Regions from separate parts of the Sus scrofa genome. Here regions 1 and 3 are each linked to region 2. A link is a contact called in public HiChIP or PLAC-seq data. All regions are on one chromosome and are shown on one strand. Each heading gives the region's core, a stretch centred on a gene start, on an enhancer-like site or on the middle of the called end of the contact. The rest is flanking DNA. Distances are from core to core; before and after follow the strand shown.

Evidence for each region. HiChIP or PLAC-seq counts read pairs in DNA pulled down with a chosen protein or histone mark.
Region 1: an H3K27ac HiChIP or PLAC-seq map of alveolar macrophages shows a contact between it and region 2. The contact joins the enhancer-like site here to the promoter of TREX1 in region 2. A contact is called at or near these places in 2 of 5 promoter capture datasets (both in liver), 21 of 47 Hi-C or Micro-C datasets (alveolar macrophages, blood, brain and 12 more) and 2 of 2 datasets of contacts at active chromatin or transcription factors (alveolar macrophages and skeletal muscle).
Region 3: an H3K27ac HiChIP or PLAC-seq map of skeletal muscle shows a contact between it and region 2. The contact joins the enhancer-like site here to the promoter of TREX1 in region 2. A contact is called at or near these places in 2 of 5 promoter capture datasets (both in liver), 21 of 47 Hi-C or Micro-C datasets (alveolar macrophages, blood, brain and 12 more) and 2 of 2 datasets of contacts at active chromatin or transcription factors (alveolar macrophages and skeletal muscle).

What each region holds. Positions count from the first base shown.
Region 1 is chr13:31,262,767-31,266,590 of Sscrofa11.1, reverse strand. It overlaps COL7A1 (collagen alpha-1(VII) chain), which reads left to right. Exons shown (of 119, transcript XM_005669519.3): 109 at 1-45; 110 at 498-560; 111 at 659-775; 112 at 1,226-1,303; 113 at 1,400-1,453; 114 at 1,627-1,675; 115 at 2,330-2,362; 116 at 2,511-2,597; 117 at 2,825-2,914; 118 at 2,997-3,200; 119 at 3,516-3,824. The coding sequence ends at 3,532. Among named protein-coding and RNA genes, the nearest start is that of UCN2, 2.9 kb to the right of the region's middle. Within about 2 kb of position 1,575, at least 4 of the 83 cell types and tissues checked have an H3K27ac peak or open chromatin away from gene starts, as enhancers often do. A contact at or near this core is called in alveolar macrophages, where this site is marked.
Region 2 is chr13:31,176,260-31,180,479 of Sscrofa11.1, reverse strand. It overlaps TREX1 (three-prime repair exonuclease 1), which reads right to left and starts at 2,876. Exons shown (of 2, transcript XM_021070629.1): 1 at 2,796-2,876; 2 at 1-2,588. The coding sequence starts at 870. ATRIP (ATR-interacting protein) reads right to left here. Exons shown (of 13, transcript XM_005669525.3): 9 at 3,583-3,719; 10 at 3,330-3,421; 11 at 2,796-2,876; 12 at 2,336-2,588; 13 at 1,764-1,926. The coding sequence ends at 1,859.
Region 3 is chr13:31,241,536-31,245,755 of Sscrofa11.1, reverse strand. PFKFB4 (6-phosphofructo-2-kinase/fructose-2,6-bisphosphatase 4) reads left to right here. Exons shown (of 14, transcript XM_005669518.3): 4 at 1,996-2,062. Among named protein-coding and RNA genes, the nearest start is that of PFKFB4, 16 kb to the left of the region's middle. Within about 2 kb of position 2,240, at least 5 of the 83 cell types and tissues checked have an H3K27ac peak or open chromatin away from gene starts, as enhancers often do. A contact at or near this core is called in omental adipose tissue and skeletal muscle, where this site is marked.

The DNA.
Region 1 (3,824 bases), core at 326-2,825, 87 kb before region 2:
GGCCCGTCAGGAGCCCCTGGAAAGGAGGGCCTGATCGGCCCCAAGGTATAGGGTCTCCCCACAGTGGATATCGGGAGTTTGGGGTTGGGCAGGAAAGGGCACAGTAGAGTCGTGGAGGGTTGGGTCAGGGAAGTTTGTGAAAGGTTGGGACATTGAAGGGTGAAGTGGGCCTGCTCTTGGGGTTTCAAGGGGGTTGGGGACACAGTGGGGATTTAGGATTAAGGGATGGGAGGTGGAGCAGCACAGCCCTCAGAGCTAAGCGGTTATGGTGGATGGAAGTCAGTTGGGGAGGTTGGAGTGTCAGTGCAGGGGAAATAGGTAGTCAGGGCAAGGGTGTCACAGTGGGGTCGGGGTCACAGGGATCATGGCAGATTGAGGGTTCTGGGCTGGTAGAGTCACAGGTGCTTGAGGTTATAGCCATTGGGCCTGGAGGCTCAAGGGGGTTGAGCTGAAGGAGGCCAGGCTAGAGGGTTTCTCACGCTTCTTTCTGTTCCCAGGGTGACCGAGGCTTTGATGGGCAGCCAGGACCCAAGGGTGACCAGGGTGAGAAAGGGGAACGGGTAAGTTGAGACCCAGGTCAACTGAGGGGATTGCACTGTCTGGAAGTAGGTCCATCTTTGGATGCTCTGATCACTGACCCTGTCCTATCTCTTCCCAGGGGCCCCCAGGAACTGGGGGCTTCCCAGGTCCCAGGGGCAGTGATGGCTCTAGCGGGCCCCCTGGGCCACCTGGCAGTGTTGGTCCCAAAGGCCCTGAAGGACTTCAGGGCCAGAAGGTAAGAGGCCCTGACGTTGAATCCTGACGCCTGAACCACCCTAATCCTTCTAACCTCATTCACCTCTGCAACCCATCCCTCAATAGCCTTGCCCCAACTTCTTTTTTTTTTTTTTTGTCTTTTTGGGGATGCACCCTGGCATGTGGAGGTTCTCAGGCTAGGGGTCCAATTGGAGTTGTGGCTACCAGCCTACACCACAGCCACAGCAACACAGGATCCAAGCCACGTCTGTGACCTACACCACAGCTCACGGCAACGCCAGATCCTTAACCTACTAGGCGAGGCCAGGGATTGAACCCATGTCCTCATGGATGCTAGTTGGGTTCGTTAACTGCTGAGCCACGATGGGAACTCCTCCTTGCCCCAACTTTTGAACCTATGATCCCAACTTGTCCTACTTCTGACCCCCACTGCCTCTGACCTTGCTGCTGTGGTCCTTATGTTTGACAGGGTGAGCGAGGTCCCCCTGGAGAGAGTGTGGTGGGGGCCCCTGGGGCACCTGGAACCCCTGGAGAAAGAGGGGAGCAGGTGAGTTGGGATTCCTGGGCTTGGAGTCAAAGGTTGGGGTGACCTCTGGTTCCCTGAGATCAAAGGTACAGCCTGGCCTCATCCTTTACCCCATAGGGGCGGCCAGGCCCTGCAGGGCCCCGTGGTGAGAAAGGAGAAGCTGCGCTGACTGTGAGTGTGGGGTGGAGGGTTGGGTGGGGGCTCTGTCTCCTGTACCCAACACCATGACCCCTGGGCCCTGGACCCTGACTCAGCACTGTCTCTCCACTAACCCTGCATCATGTACCCTTTGTCCTTCTGTGATCCATGGCTTCTTCCTGACCCCTGTGGTCTTGGGCTCTTAGGAGGATGACATCCGGGGACTTGTGCGTCAGGAGATGAGTCAGCATTGCGGTGAGTGGGGCCCAATTCAGAGTGTCTTGGGTCCCATCCCTCCTCCATCCCCGCACCCCTAGACAGGGGCAGGCAACATCTGCAGAACTTCCGGGGTGGGGGTGGGGGGCAAGCTGTCAAGGAGATGGGTAGAGACAGATGGCTACCCAAAGGACCCAGGTGCTTCAGGGCAGACATGCTGCCAGGACCTCTCCAAGTGGAGCCACACGCAGAGGTGGAGGGACACGTAATATTCCTGGGTGCCCAGTATGCTCTGTGTGGAGGGGGTGGAGGTGTGAGCAGAGCTGGTTCTCAGGGCCTGACCTGGAGCTAGGGTGGGGGTGGGGGTCTCTGATGGCCCTGAGGGGCATCAAAGTGAAGTTCCTTCTCCTTCCCTCTCTGTCTGTGGCTGCTTTCGCTCATCTCCCTGCCCGGCCGCTCTTGACTTCCTGTCTCTCCCTCTCTCTCTTGCCCTCTGCTTCTCCCCTTCCTTTCTTTCTCTTTCTTTCTCTTTCTCTGCTTCTGCTTCCCTTCCTCTCTCCCCTGTCTGTCAATCTTTCCTGCTGTCCCCCTTATGGCTCTGCCCCATGTGCGTGTCTCTCCCCCTGCCTCTTTCCATCTTTGTCCTCTGCTTTCTGTCCCTGTCTCTCTCCCTGCTGCCTCTGCCCCTTCCAGCCTGCCAGGGTCAGTTTATTGCATCTGGATCACGTGAGTAGTTTTCCCATATTTTCTGCTCCTGGGACTTTCCTCAGCCCAGGCCCTGCTGTGCCCATCACCTGGGTCCTCTCAGCAGGGGCTTTGCTGGGGTGGCAACCATGCTGACCCCAGGGCCCTGTGCCCCTGCTCCTGGCTCCAGGACCCCTTCCGAGTTACGCTGCAGACACTGCTGGCCCCCAGCTCCACCGCGTGCCCGTGCTGCGTGTCTCTCATGCAGAGGAGGAAGGTGAGGGCAGCTGGAGCCATGGGGCACGTGTGGGGAAGGAAAGACATACGTGGGGCTGCTTATGTGTGCGGGGCCCCTGCCATGCCTGTGGGGTCCACGTGCAGAGGACACTGTTGTACACACACATAGGAGACCATGCTGCCCACCCACCCCAAGGGCCATGGTTGGGCAGCACGACCCCAACTCTGCAGTGGCCCCACTCACGACACACCCCACTGTGCGTGCAGGCCAGGTGCCCCCCGAGGACGACGAGTATGAATACTCAGAGTACTCCGTGGAGGAATACCAGAACCCTGAGGCTCCCTGGGATGGCGATGGTGAGACAGGGGTCTGGCCCAAGAGGGATTTGGGGAGGGGCAGGCAGAGCCCATCCCTGCTGACCTCTCTGACCCCTATTAGCCCCAGATCCCTGCTCACTTCCACTGGATGAGGGCTCCTGTACTGCCTACACCCTGCGCTGGTATCATCGGGCTGTGGCAGGTGGCACGGTGGCCTGTCATCCCTTTGTCTATGGTGGCTGTGGAGGGAATGCCAACCGTTTTGAGACCCGTGAGGCCTGTGAGAGCCGCTGCCCACCCCGGATGGCCCAGAGCCAGGGGACAGGTATGGGTCTACTCCCCACCCCATTAGGGGCTTACCCAGATCGCGGACAGGATAGAATCCTGGGTCAGCAGTTGCCTCAGACTGGGGGACCTGCGACAGTCCTCCAGACCAAGGAGATGAATGGAGAAGCCCAGCTCTGTGTGGAGTCCCCAGTATGGTCCCCCTCCCTTAAAGACTCACGTAGGGATCCCTCTGTGTGGGCAGAGCCCCACACCTGTGTTGCCCCCAGCTCTCACAGCGACCCCTTGCCCTCTGCTTCTCTGTGGCCCACGTGTTGGGAAAGGTCAGATGGCTGAAGCCCACCTGCCCCACCAGGTGCTGCCCGGAGTTGAGGCCAGATGATGTGCTGAAGGAGTCGGTGTCTCCATTGGGCCCTGCTGTCCCTCCCCTTGGTGCTAGAGGCCTGTGTGCCCGTGAGCGTGCATGAGCGTGTCCGTTATTTCAGTGACTTGTTCCGTGGGTCTAGCCTTCCCCCCTCTGGACAAACCCCCATTGTGGCTCCTGCCTCCCTGGCAGATGACTCAGTGTGGGGGTGGCTGGGTAGTGAGCAGATGTGACTGCGTCTGACTCGCCCCTTGACCCAAGCCTGTGATGACATGGTGCTGATTCTGGGGGGTATTAAAG
Region 2 (4,220 bases), core at 1,627-4,126:
TGGGGCCAGCAGTCCCTCCCTGGGTGGGGTTCCAGGGCTCTTCATTGGAGAAAGGGGCTTGGGGCTTCTGTCCCCACCAAGGTTGGGGCTGGTGTTCCTGGCTTTGGCCAGGAGTACAGTGGCCTTGGCAGCAGATGGCCTTGGGTTGGTTCCAGTAGAGGCTGTGACCACGTACATCGGCTTGACGGTGCTGAAAGGCCTGGCATGAACATCTACCCACCGTAGCAAGGCCCGTGGCCTCCACTGACAGATGCTGAGCAGGGCTAGGACATCACCCTCAGCCGTGTGTGAGTCTGGTGGAGCCTGGCCATACAGGCGTGTATAGATGCTGCCCAGACTGTAGCTCTTCCTTGGGCCGTGCTCCGAGGAGCCGTCAGCTTGCTCCAGGGCCTTCAAGGCTGCAATACTATCCACACAGAAGGTGTCATCCAAAGCACTGGCAAGGCCCAGCATGGCCAGCTCTGCCTGGAGCAGGGGGAAGTCGTAGCGGTCACCGTTGTGTGCCACGAGGCACGAGGGCTGTGGCTGGCGCTGCAGGAAGGCTCGGAGGAGATTGGCCAGGTTGGCATCGAAGTACTGACGCCCATGTGCAGCCAGTACAGCTGTGCTCAGGCCAGTGATCTCGCTGGCTGCAGGGCTGCAGGCCTTCCCTGGAGCCACGCACAGGGAGAGCTTGTCCAGCACCCGAGGTGGCGGTGGCACCGTGGGAGAAGGCCCCTGTGGGATGGGAAGGCTCTCCAGGGCACATCTATGGACAGCTAGCAGGCATAGCTCCGTGACCTTGGGCTGGGAGAAGGGCAGGCCAGTGGCCTCCAGGTCCAAGAAGATGAGGGTCTGCACGGGAGCCTGGGGCAGGGCCTGCGAGCCCATGGTAGGTATCTGGCGCTGAGCCTGGGGAGGAGCATGGGGTGGGGGTGGGGAGGGTGAGTGCCCAGTGATAAGAGGAAAGGAGGGTAGGGGGTGGGTGGGCAGGAAGCCAGAGAAGGTGCGGTGGCTTCCTTTGTGGGATCAGCATACTCAGCTATCTGATCAGGGGAAGGTTTGGCTCCTCCCCTAGAACCCACTTAGCCTGGTGTGTGTGGGGGAGCAGGTACCCACAGCCCTCCCACCCTACCCCATCCCCTTGGGGGTCCTCACCGAACAGCAGGCAGGCAGCAATGACTCAGGGTGAATGCTCTCTGGCTGGTTCTTGCTGCTGGCAGCAGTGGCGGGAAGTGAAACTGGGCCTGAGCCCGCCCAGGAGCTGGTGTGAGCAAAGCCCGCCCCTGCTCGTCAGCCTGCTGGGCTGTCCCTCTTGCCAACACCCGTTCCCTCCCCAGGCACCCACAGTACTGCCTCAAAGGCCTTCTCAGATCTCTGTCTGGCACAGTGCACCAGGACCCCTGGACAGCAGGGGACAGGGCTATCCGGGAAGGCGAGCTCCAGGACTCAAGCCTGCCGGGAGCCCCTGCCATGGCGTTTGTACCCACCCCTTGGCCCCACTTTCCCAGGCCTCCCTGGTTTAGGCCTGGGCTGAAGGGCTGCCTCCTTCTCTGCCACACAATGGTTTCTAACCATGGCCTCAGCCCAATGCGATGACTCAGGGCAATTCCACAGGCAGGGCAGAGCAGGGCTGCTTCCTCAGAGCAGATTCATCACCAAGGGGCTGGATCTCAGCTCCCTCCAGGGACAGTAAGAAGGATCCCAGTTTCCTTGGATCCCGCTCCTACTCTGTCCCTCCCAATCAGCTGACACACATCAGACTCAGGAAACAAAGGCTGGTATGTTCTCAAACAGCCAGTCACTGCTTTTAATCAGTGGATGAGGTAAGGAAATGAGTGGCGCTGGTGCCACCATGTGGCTCGATGTTCACCCGGCCTCAGCCACAGTCCATCTCAGGGTCGTCCACATCGGGCTCTGTGGCGCAGAGGTCATCCAGGGCTGCCTCTGAGCCAAAAGAGAAGAAGGTTCTGTGGCCAAGGCCTAAAGGCGCTGGGACTGCAGCAAGTCCACCTCTCCTCCCACACCCAGGCCCACAGGAACTAACCAGTCCCTTCCATGCCCAGGCCTTGCTCCCTCAGCTACTGCAAGCAAAGTGATACAAAGGCAATTCAGACAGGGATGTTTCTGGAAAAACCGTGGTTCTGCCAGGCTGATTCAACAGATAGGAGCAAAAGGCAGGCTGATAATACTCAGAGAAGAACCGGAGCAGGAAGACAAGAATGGCCCCAGTGCTGGCAAAGGCCGTGAGCACGGAGGGCTGCTGACCTAAGGTGGGGAGGGCTGACCTGCCCATAGACTCCAGGGCAAACCCCAAACGTGGGCTGGGCAGGGAGGGGCCGTCTTGCCGGCTCACCTTCACAGTCTGTCACGTCAGGAAGCCCTCGAATCAGCAAGCTGACCCCTGGCATCACCTGGTCGTACTGATGCAGGACCTCCACGCAGTGCACAGTGAAGAGCTTGTCCTTCTGGGACAGGCTGTGCAGCAGCAGCACTGTGTCCCGCAGACACCGCACTGTCCGCTTCTGCTGGTCAGTCCTCGGGAGCGCCCCCGCCCTCTGCACCGTCAGCCACTGTCTGTGCAGCATCACGGTGAGTGCTCTGACCACCTGGGACAGGGGCAGGCTGAGGTCAGGCCTTCTGGTCGCTGTGCCCTAACAACCTGCTCAGCTGGGCAGCCCCTTTCCTTGCCCCCCAGGTGAGGAAGGTTCTGAGCGGTGCTCTAATCCTGGGGAAGAGCACAGATCCTTGCGCGGGGCCCCCTCACCCACCAACAGAGCCAACCGCTGTTGCCCCTGCTTGTCCCTGGCACTCACCTCCACGTTGCACTGACAGCTGGAGCCGGTAACTGGGGAAGAGGGGCTCTGGACACCAAGCTTAGCCAGGAGCCACACGGCCTAGAACAGGAAGAGATTCTGTTCCATCCATGGCAGAACAGGACCTTGGTCAGTGAGAGCTTTCTCAAGCTTCTCTAAGAGCTCCGGTTGTCTCAGCAACTGCTCCTCTGCACTAAGGATCCTAGAGGTGGTAGTATTGTGAGGCCTTCCCAGGAGAGGCTTGCCAACACCTGTGTCTCACCAGTGACCCACCTCGTTCCAGGCTACCTCCAGCCACCAGGCCCCCAAACCAGGGGAGCATCAGTTATCAGGCAACCCTGCTAAGTCCCAGGATCCCCAGAAGTCCGCCTGTACTGGATCTGTGTTGTATGGAGCTCCCCAAGTGAGTTTACCTTGTTAGTGGCTGAACTCATTACCAAAATGAATTAAAGCTCCCTTTGTTCCCAGAAGGAGGAAAAGTGGCTCTGGAGTGGGGTGGTGAGCAGGCCACAGAAGGGGCTCTAGTAGTTTTACCTCTTGTTCCAGCTGAAGCCACTGTGTCTCCGAGGCTGCTTTGTCAGGCCTTGACGTGATGTACATGTACAGGAGGAGGAGGAGGCAGCCTTCTGGAAAGGATGTCCCACCTGTCATTCAGGGTTCCCCTCCCTACCCAGCACCTGGGTACAAGCTGCAGAAGCCCTCAGGAGGCCCCTGACCTGTCCCTGCCACCACCCTTCACTGCAACTTGCAGGAGCAGCCTAGACGTACACCCCAGGCCTACTTTTACCTGAGTGGGAACAGAGCTGAGGGGCGAGCTTCTCATGGTCCGCCAGGAGGGACAGGAGCTCAACAGTCAGTAGCACACCAGGCAGGGGTGTCTCTGGGCGCAGGCACTGGGGCAGCACCCGGAACACGCACTGGAACCTGAAACGGGCCCAGAGAGATGTGACACCTCCGACCCACTCCCATAACTCACCCTCACTTTTTACTGGAGGTTAACAGGAACTTCCAAGAGGCCAGTGCAAAGAGAAAACTTGATTCAGAAAGATCTGGGTTCAAATGGCAGCCTACTTGCGGATACTCATTTTATGTGACCAAGTGGGTACCACCCTCCACTGCAGGACTGCTGTGGCTTGGAGATGACAGGTCCTTAGCTGACAGTGCTGTCCAGCATTTGTATTTCAGGATGCCTCCTTGGACCTGGGGTGCCTGGCCTCCATATTGCTCCTGGGAGGCTCTGCTCCCAAATAGGAGGCAGGTCTTAACTTGGGTGTGAGAGAAATGTCCTGGGATACCACCAAAGAATGAGCCAGGCTTCAGCAGTGATGGAGCCTTGGCTATGGCTGGATCTTATGAGGCTAGCCAACCCACCGCCTGGGAATGCAGCCCCACCCATTAGTAGACAGGCTGCCTAAAGACTTTCTG
Region 3 (4,220 bases), core at 991-3,490, 66 kb before region 2:
CAGCCCAGCACAATGGGTTAAGGATCCCGGCATTGCTGCAGCTGCAGTGTGGGTTGCAACTGCGGCTCAGATCTGATCCCTGGAACTCCGTATGCTTTGGGGTGGCCAAAAAAACTGAGGACTTAAGCCCAGAAGACAAACTCTCACATAGCTCTGAGGGACTGCCCTGTAGAGGTAAGAGAGGTGCCAGGATAATGAGTTTTTGCAACAAAAACCAGGCAGTCAGAACATCAAAAGATGGTTGTTAATTAAAGTAAAACAGACATCTCAAGTTAACAAATTTAGCACTTTTCTATGTATGTGAAGATGCAAGAGTTGGGCTCATGGAAACCATTCCTTGGATGTGCACTTCTTTTATTTTTTTAGGGCCACACCCATGGCATATGGAAGTTCCCAGGCTAGGAGTCCAATTGGAGCTTCAGCTGCCAACCTATGTCACAGCCACAGCAATGCCAGAGAGCCTCATCTGCTACCTGCATAGTAGCTCACAGCAGCACTGGATCCTTAACCCACTGAGCAGGGCCAGGTACTGAATCCAAGTCCTCAAGGATACTGTAAATCAGGTTTATTACCGCTCAACCACAAGGGGAACTTCGTGGGATTATTTATTTATTTATCTATTTAGTCGACTTTTAAAAAAAATGCACAACTTGAAAGCTGAGAGTTAAGTTTTATTTGGGGCAAAATTAGCAGCCAAGCCAGGAAGACAGCATCTCAGGTAGCCCTGAGAAACCACTCCGAGGAGGAAAGGGAGGAGCTAGGATGTATCAGAGTTTTTGCAACAAAGGGCAGGTAGGAGGAACCGAAGAGGTCTGACTGAGCTCACTGAAATCATTCCTTTGATAGGCATCTCTGCTATCAAGGCCAGTATCCTAAGTTTTCAGAGCCTGCAGGACTCACCAGCTCTCACCCTTGGAGGTGACTGCATTCACAGATGACCTGACATTCTTTGCTTATCCTTGACTACAGCCTGGGTGGGCGGGGGTTCAGATAGCTCTGAAATTCCACCCCAAAGAGGAAAGGGGGAATAGCAGGATATGATGAAGGGGAGGGGGAGGTGCAGGCAGCACACACACATTTTACAGAAGTTAGTTGCTGATCTCCTGAAGGTCGCAAGGGGAAGACATCACTGTGAAGGATTTTAGTGTTTTTCTAGATATGAGGGGATGCAAGAATTGGGCACATAACATCTTCTAAAAATATCTGACGATCTGAAGACCTGTTCTTCCAGGTTTCCCAGAGCACAGAGTACCTCACTCCCGATTTTCACCCTGAGCTCTGCTCAGGGGTGCTGCGGGGTCGACAGCTGCAGTGGCTCATGATTGAATCCACATAGATGCTGAGGGCAAGTGCCAAACTTCAGGTCACAATTTATTTATGTATTTATTTTTTGGATGCACACTTTGGCTCTCTAGGGCTGGTTTGGAGTTCTTTGCCATCATCCTGAGTCCCCTCAGGGTGCACTGGTGCGGGGCAGCTGCAGTGGCTGATGGCTTGATGGCTGCAACGCCCTTTGTTTGCTGATGTGGCAGGTGGCATTCTTAGTCCACATCTCCCTTCTAAGAAAGAAAATTGAACATTAAGCTTTTAATGCAGCTGAATGGGAGCCATTGACAGTGTCTCTCCTCTCCCACCACCACTTACCCACTGCACCTCCAAGGTCTGGTTTTAAAAGCGCTTATTTTGATAATCAGGGAAAATACATGACACTTAGAAATCATGAATATAGCAAAATGGTGGCCTGGGCTTGTATGTGATGAGGTGAAGAGGGAGAGTACAGCAAAGCAGTGTTTCTGAAAGTATTCCTGAGGCTGGGAGCACATAGCCTTCCACCTGTAGGAGCACAGTCAGCAAAACACTGAAAATCTTCCCAAGGAAAGAGAAACCTTGAGAAGAGGGAAGAGGCTGCAGAAGCTTGTCCCTCTCCTGTTCGGTGTGGGACCTCCTTCAGCTGTAGTTAGGTGCTTGGCTGACCCTGTGTTTTCTTTTCTGAAGGCAGTGTGCCCTGGCAGCTCTCCGTGATGTTCGGCGGTTTCTTAGTGAGGAGGGGGGACATGTGGCGGTAAGTCTAACACCCTGGTGACGTGGGGGAGTGACATGTGGGAGCCCCACACACTTCTCCTCCTTCACTCATAGGGCATCTGGAGGGGAAGACAGGGTGTGCGTGGCCCTGGGTGCCCCTGGGAGGCAGGAGGCAGCTACTATGTAGGAGGAAGCCAGAGGCTGGATGTGGGCCAGGAATTTCCCTCTGGGCTTGTGGTTGTGTTTGACTCCGCAGGACTCCCCTCTGAATACTCATGTTGTGCTACTCCACAAGTCAGAGGTGTCATGTTCCCTTTAGCAAATGAGATTTCTCCTGGTGTGGGGAACATTCTGCCCTGCATTTGGTGGCTGGGATCAGGAAATCAGGTGAATGCCGGGTAAGGGGATTCCACCTCTGTGTTGGCTCCTCCAGTCAGATGGACAAGTGGGACAATGCTGAGCAAGGGTGTGTTGCGGGAAAGGGCCCTACCCCAACCTTATGCAGTCACACACAGGAGCTGTTTTTTCCTTCCTTTCTCTTCTTGGAGGCATGCGTCCTGGAGTTCTGCCATCTGCCCCCCCACCCCGTCCACCAGTCCCATCTAGATCAGTTCTCCTCTAGGTCTGTGGCACAGCTGTCACCCTGGGAATTTCCTTCTCCTCTGTCCTGAGTTGAAAGCCCTGCTCTTGCATCCCATGTCTTCCTTTTCCTTGGTTTACTGATTCATTTTGTTGGAGCATATTCTCCAGTAGCTTTCTGAGAAAAGTACTTGCGAAGTAAATTTTGTGAGACCTTGCATGTCTAGAAATGTCTTTTGACCCTCGCAGTTGATAAATGGTTATAGAATTCTGGGGAGGAAGAACATTTCCTTTAGAATTTCCATGACATTGCTCCATGGAATTGTGGCTTCTAGAGTGGCTTTGGGAAAGTCTGATGTCATTCTGGTTTGCTGATCCTCCTTAAAAGTTTCATTTTTTAGAGGGAACTGGGGGCTTCTCATGCCTTTTCCTCTTGTTACTGAACCAGAATTCATGTGCTTGATGCTCCATGAGGCCAAGCAATACTGAAACATCGGAGTTTGGAGGAGAGCAAGGTTTATTGCAAGGCCATATAAGGAGGGGGTGGCTGGTGCCCAGAAAGCCCCAAACTCCCCAAAAGGTTTCAACAAAGCCCCTGCCCCCCTTTCTTTTCTGCCATGCTTGTGGCATGTATGAGTTCCAGGCCAGGATTCAACCCTGTGCCATAGCAGCCACCCAAACTGCTACAGTGCCAGTACCACAAGGGAACTCCAGGAAAAAATTTTTATTTTATTTTATTTATTTTATTTTATTATTTTATTTTTTCTCTTTAGGGCCACACCTGCGGCGTATGGAAGTTTGCAGGCTAGGGGTGGAATTGGAGCTGTAGCTGCCAGCATACACCACAGCTTACAGCACTGCCAGATCCTTAACCCACTGAGTGGGGCTAGGGATTGAACCCTCGTCCTCATGGATACTAGTCGGATTTGTTGCCACTGAGGCACAACAGGAACTCCCAGAAAACATTTCTATTTTTTAATTTAATTTTTTTACTTTTTATTTTTATTTTTTGTATTTTTAGGGTTGCCCCCCGGCATATGGAGGTTCCCAGGCTAGGGGTCGAATTGGAGCTATAAGCGCTGGCCTACACCATAGCCACAGCAACACGGGATCTGAGCCACATCTGCAACCTACACCACAGCTCACAGCAATGCTGGATCCTTAACCCACTGAATGAGGCCAGGGATCAAACCCTTATACTCATGGGTACTCGTTGAGCTCTTAACCTGCTGAACCACAACAGGAACTCCTTTTTTTTTTCTTTTTGGCTCAATTTTTAAACCTCTGAGCATATTTTAATTTCCAAATTTAAAATTTCTTATTCTCTGAGTATTTCAATTTTTTAGAACTCTGTTCTCGTTTTGTACTTATGATAGTGCTTTTTATGTCTCTTTAGACAATAATGGTCAGGGTTTTTTTGGTCTTATTTTTAGGGCTGTATCCATGGCATATGGAGGTTCCCAGGCTAGGGGGCTGATTGGCGCTGCAGCTGCTGGCCTACACCATGGCCACAGCAGTGCAGGATCCGAGCTGAGTCTGTGATCTATACTGAAGTTCATGGCAACACCGGATCCTTAACCCCCTGAAGAGGCCAGGAATCAAACCCGCATCCTCATGGA